Linked DNA regions of Rattus norvegicus: region 2 is linked to region 1. A link is a contact called in public Hi-C data. All regions are on one chromosome and are shown on one strand. The core of a region is the stretch at or near the end of the contact, and the rest is flanking DNA. Distances in the headings are between cores, read along the strand shown. Region 1 holds the start of Mthfd2l (methylenetetrahydrofolate dehydrogenase (NADP+ dependent) 2-like). Region 2 holds the start of Cxcl6 (C-X-C motif chemokine ligand 6).

Region 1 (2,690 bases), core at 87-2,586:
GTTGTGGTGACGCCCCCCCCCCCCCCCCCCAGCCATAAGATTATTTTCCTTGCCACTTCACAACTGTGATTTTGCTGCTGCTGTGGCTTGTAAAACCTGCGTTTTCTGAAGGTCTCAGGTGACCCCTGTGAAAGGCTCTTTCAACCTCCCAAAGCAGCCATGACTAAAGATTGAGAACCATTGCTCTAGACAGGAAAAACACAATTTCCCCATTTTGTAACTGAATTGATTCGAATATCTGGATTTACTGCATGGTCATTGTTGTAACCAAATCGGTGTTGTAACGGTGTAAAGACAGATATTATAAATCAAGAGAATAGAACAGAAGGTCCAGAAGTAAGTCATCTAATTTTTGACAAAAATAGTCAACAATATGTGGGAGAAAAGATGACCTCTATATCTAATGATGCTTGAGATTAAAAACCTTAATGTACAAACAGAAACAGGATTTGGTGGATAGTCAAGTGTTTGTTGTGAAAACATGGGGTCCTGAGTTCAGATTCCCAGAGCCCATTTAAAGCTAGAGGTTGGTGTATGTTTTGTCTCTTTGTATATTTGGGGTACAAGTTTACATCAAGTATTTTGCAAACACCCCACCCCCACCGCAACTTTTCCCTTGGCTTTTCATTCTCTTAACAGATTTCTTTTTCCCACAGCAGAAATTTTAAAAACCTTTTACACATTGTGATAAAGTGTTCTATATAATGTCTCCATGCCAAGATTTTCTTCCATGTTTAATCGCCCCTTCTACCAGCCAGATGATGCACCGCTGTTTTTGACAGGATTTTCACAGAACAAGATCTCTAACATTTGGGACTTTCCATAACAAGTTCCCCCAGTCAGACAGCAGCTCTGAAACAAACCATGCTCCTCACAACACAGCCACAGCTTGACCTTGGGAGTAGTATTTCCTGTTAGCTTTGGGGCTGATTTGACTCGCAAATCTCTGGCTCTAATTTTTGCTTTCGCCTTGCAAACCCCCTCTGCTTGAAGGGACCATAAACTCTGGGAGTGCAACGTATCTTTCTGGAAGTGTCAAGGATGCTGCAGAGTCATAGAAATCCTAAGGCCATCTTTGTTTCTCCCTCTCCTTGAGTCTCTTTCTCAATACGTCCTAAGGTCACACAGGGAGTCAAAAGCAAGACTTGAAACAACTTTACTGCTCCAAGTTGTGCTCCCCGTAACCATGGAAACCAGACCAGGGACCAGAGCTGGGCAGAGGGGCGTGCAGCCTGCAGGAACCGCAGAGGCCTTCCCTGCACTCCTTGGCTACAGCGCGCGGGTCGCAGCCGAGTCGCCCGCCACCCCGCGGCCACCAGCGGCGCACCCGCTTCCTCGGGGCTCCGCCCCGCCCCGCGCCCCGGAACCCTGCTGAGGGCCCCGGACGTGTCGCAGAGCTGACCGCAGGACCCCCGGAGGCGGACGGCGAGGCATGGCGACGCGGGCCCGTGGCTTGTCGCTGCTCCGGGGCCGCCTGGGCCGAGGGCCTGCGCGAGCCCCGGGCGTAGCGGAGCGCGCGTGGCGGGGCTTCGGGAGCAGCAGCCGAAGGTAGGAGCTGCGGGCAGGGGACGGGCGCGGGGCGGAGCACGCGGAGCACGCGGAACGGTGGCGGGGCCTGCGGAGGCCCCGGGTGGCCGCAGTGAAAGGAGCTCAGGCGAAGGGCGGCGGGCATGGGCAGCTCGCTCGGACCCAGGGCTTTGTTCAGGCTGTTCTTGTGCGAGCAGGAGTAGGCGCTGTGGAGTCCAGCGTTTCGGTTTGTGTTCCTTTGTCACCAGCTTTGCTGAAGTCTTTCCCTCCCCTGAATGTCTGAATGGTTTCATGAAACTGCAGTGCGGGCCTCTCAGCTTGTAGGGTGGGCGCTTGCCAGCCTTCGGATTTGGTTGCTGGCCGGGAAAATGAAAGAGACCTTGGTGCCCAGGAACAGGCCATTCTGCCTCATCTTCCCTTGTGTGCTGGAGAACCCAACCTATGGAACAGCAACAATTCAGGGTCTTGCCCAGGGCCTTCGAGTTCAGAAAAACTCGTTTGTAAACTTTCAGGACTTCCAGTATTGTACATTAGCTGCTTTCTTAGTGGACTGGAGACTCGCTCGTCAGTTTAATATTCACTTTGCGACCTCAAGGAAAGTTAGTGCTGTGCCCATAGATGCTGTTTAATTTAAATGAACTTCCCAGCATGCATATTTGGATAGTAATCTCGAGTCACTTGGATTTAAGGTACTTTCTGTGGTTTTAACTTCGGAAATGGTTTATAGTGACTAGGTCTAGAGAAGAGGAGACGCAACAATGATAGTGGTTCAGAAATCTGTTGCCATACACTGCTGGGCTGTGGTAGCGTTGGGATTTGTTGTTTCGCTTGACATTGCTAGAATGCTCTGCTCCCTTGGAAGAACAGATTCGGAAGGGTTCTGTTAGCAATCTGTAATGGAAGGGATTATTTACTAACAGTATTCTATTTAAATCCTTATCCTTGGACTTTCAAGTTTTTGTGCTTCCCTCTAAAGTAAAGATAATCTTGGTGTCAGTGTACAAGTTGATTAATGTCCCCACCCCCATTTGCTCCATGCCCAGTGCCCACTGAAACAACACTTACAACCCCGATATTTAGTTGTAACCGCATGCTCCACACCCATGAACATATAGATATTCATCCACGCAGGGAAATTTCCCTGCGTATTTTCGTCTGGTGGC
Region 2 (2,690 bases), core at 55-2,554, 140 kb before region 1:
ACTCATGAGCTGAAATTTCCCTGGAGGCTCTGGGGAAAGCATCCTTCCTTCCGTACTCTAAGAAGTTGCTAGGAGGGAGTGAGAATGGATGCTACCCTGCTGGCAAATTGAATCAAACTCATGCACCAAGCTCACAGATAAGTCCCGCAGAAGAGTCCCTCAGCTGCTGCACCGGACCTCCTCCAGCTTCTGCAAACTTTCAGATTCCCATCGGGCAAAGGAGCCACCTTAGAAAGTAGAGCAAGGAACCCCTGGTACTGCTTCATTCTCCGAGCACCTTACTGAGACGAAGAACAGGACCACTCCTAACTAAATAGCAAAGGGAGCCGCAGGTGCCAAGTATTTATCTTCCTCCCGAAGCAATCTGCTGGGTCGACTGTGAAGTTATTTATTAAGCCATACAATTACAAGCCCTGGGCTTCCAGTAAGCAGCTTTTATTTTGAAGGCCATTCCTGCCGCTGGTTTAAGTGGAAATAAAAGCACTCTCACAGTGTATTGGCTTTTAAAGCTGTCAGAGTCCCAAGAGCCATCAAATAACCCACATCCAAGGAGAGGGCAAGATTGTTTTTTGTTGTTGTTGCTTGGTTGTAGTCAGGGATCACATTTCCTGAATAAAAACAGTCTTCACTTTTTCAACACGCGTTTCAAATGCATTTTATTTATGAGGATGTGTGTATGTCTGCTTATCCGTACGTGTGCCAAGTAGATGCAGATGCCCCCAAGGAAGCCAAAAGATGATGTGGGATCCTCTGGAACTGGAGCCAGAGAGAGGAGCTTGTGAGCAGCAATGTGGTACGGGCTAGGGGTGGGGGCGCAAACCCTAGTCCTCTGCAACAGCGACCATTTCTCTTAACTGCGGAGCCATCTCCCAGGTGCCAACACCAGTGTTTGTAGCAATAACAGTTAAAGACCTGTGGAAGGTTTTCTAACGTCAAAACTCCTTCCCTTGGCTCCAGTCTTTCCACTGGAAGGAAAAAAAGGGTATCCTCAGAGCTCTGTCCTCCTTGGTATGCAATCCTATCTAGCCCTGACACAGGAGAGGGAGAAGTCTTACTCTGACTCGGAGGAGCAGCAGCCTTCTGCTCCTGGGGCAGGACTCCAGCATTCTCTGATTTGGCAAAGGGCCACCCCTGCTAGCCATCCTCCCGCCCCAATCCCATTATCCCATTGTTCAGCCCCTCTGAGCCCACCCCAACCCCCTAACTCCAAGGCCCGGGAATTTCCCCAGCATCTTCAAGCTCCAGTTTCCTGGCCGAAGGAAGAGAAGAGCGCAGATAAAAGGGGTGCCGCGGGCTGGAGAACACCACAGTGCTCTATAGAGCCCCAATCTCCACACCTCCTCCAGCATATCCCGAACCGGTGCTTCCTGGTCCCCGGATCCTGTCCACAATGAGCTTCCAGCTCCGCAGCTCCGCCCGCATCCCTAGCCGGTCCTGCTCGTCATTCACCCTGCTGGCATTTCTGCTGCTGTTCACACTGCCACAGCATCGAGCTCAAGGTGAGGGCGCAGCACCTGCGTGGAGCAGGGTGCCCGACACACCCCAGCGGGCCATCGCAGTCAGCTGGTCCCAGGAGCGGGGAAAGGGCTCTCCCAGCACCGTCCTATAATCTTGTCTCCTCCGCAGCTGCTCCTTTCTCGGCCATGGTTGCAACGGAGCTACGCTGTGTTTGCTTAACCTTAGCTCCAAGAATTAACCCCAAAATGATCGCTAATTTGGAGGTGATCCCTGCAGGTCCACATTGCCCCAAGGTGGAAGTCATGTGAGTTGTGATTTGCTCTGGGTGCGGGTGATCTTGGGAAATGGAAGTCCTTCTACCCCGTGGTCTTTAGTCACCCTGGCTCACCTGTGTGTCCTCTTTTTTTTCCCCCTCCGCAGAGCTAAGTTGAAGAACCAGAAGGATAATGTTTGTCTTGACCCAGAAGCTCCGTTGATAAAGAAAGTCATTCAGAAAATATTGGGCAGGTACTTGCTATCTTGGTCTCTGAGGTTTCTTGGTCTCTGCAGCGGGCAAGGTCGTTATTCTCCGTGTATGAGTTGGTGTTCTGGAACCACATTCTAAACTGGGCTTAGAACAAAAGGATTCAGAATGGAAAGTTGTTGTTCTGGGATGTTGCAATAACCCAGAATAACCCAGAACTACTCTCTCTCTCTCTCTCTCTCTCTCTCTCTCTCTCTCTCTCTCTCTCTGTTTGGCTAAACTGAAGAATTTTAGTAACTGATACAATTCTTTCCTCAACAGTGAAAATAAGAAAACAAAGCGGAATGCACTTGCACTGGTCAGATCAGCCAGTACTCAATAGAAAGATTTCTGAGGACTCTGTACCCAGGGAAGGCAAGAAAGAAGGGCTGGTTCTCCCCACCTGCGGTTTTTCTTTATGAACTCCCTGCTTTGAAGAGGAAAGAGAAGTCACTGTCCCTGAAGCTTCCTGCTCATTTTAGGAGTGTATTTTAGCAAAATGTTTCCTAGTCTTTCCTATCTATTATACTATTGGAAACTGTGGTATTTTAGTGTGTAAGTCAAGAATCATTGATGGTTAACCTTTCAAAATGTCTTGAATTGAAGGTGACTATTGCATTGTGTCTTCAGAAAATGTGTGTGTGTGTGTGTGTGTGTGTGTGTGTGCATGTAATTTGTAGTGCCTTTGTAATGTTCATGTGAATGCTGTGGCTTTAACAGACCAGTGACA

Evidence for each region. A called contact is a pair of places that touch in the nucleus more often than the background predicts.
Region 2: a Hi-C map of kidney shows a contact between it and region 1, with 2.5 times the contacts expected there. The contact joins the promoter of Cxcl6 here to the promoter of Mthfd2l in region 1. A contact is called at or near these places in 3 of 12 Hi-C or Micro-C datasets (the A7r5 cell line and kidney).

The regions. Positions count from the first base shown.
Region 1 is chr14:17,452,866-17,455,555 of GRCr8, reverse strand. It overlaps Mthfd2l (methylenetetrahydrofolate dehydrogenase (NADP+ dependent) 2-like), which reads left to right and starts at 1,336. Exons shown (of 8, transcript NM_001107211.2): 1 at 1,336-1,548. The coding sequence starts at 1,433.
Region 2 is chr14:17,595,031-17,597,720 of GRCr8, reverse strand. Cxcl6 (C-X-C motif chemokine ligand 6) reads left to right here and starts at 1,304. Exons shown (of 4, transcript NM_022214.2): 1 at 1,304-1,499; 2 at 1,627-1,762; 3 at 1,879-1,965; 4 at 2,243-2,690. The coding sequence starts at 1,391. The coding sequence ends at 2,303.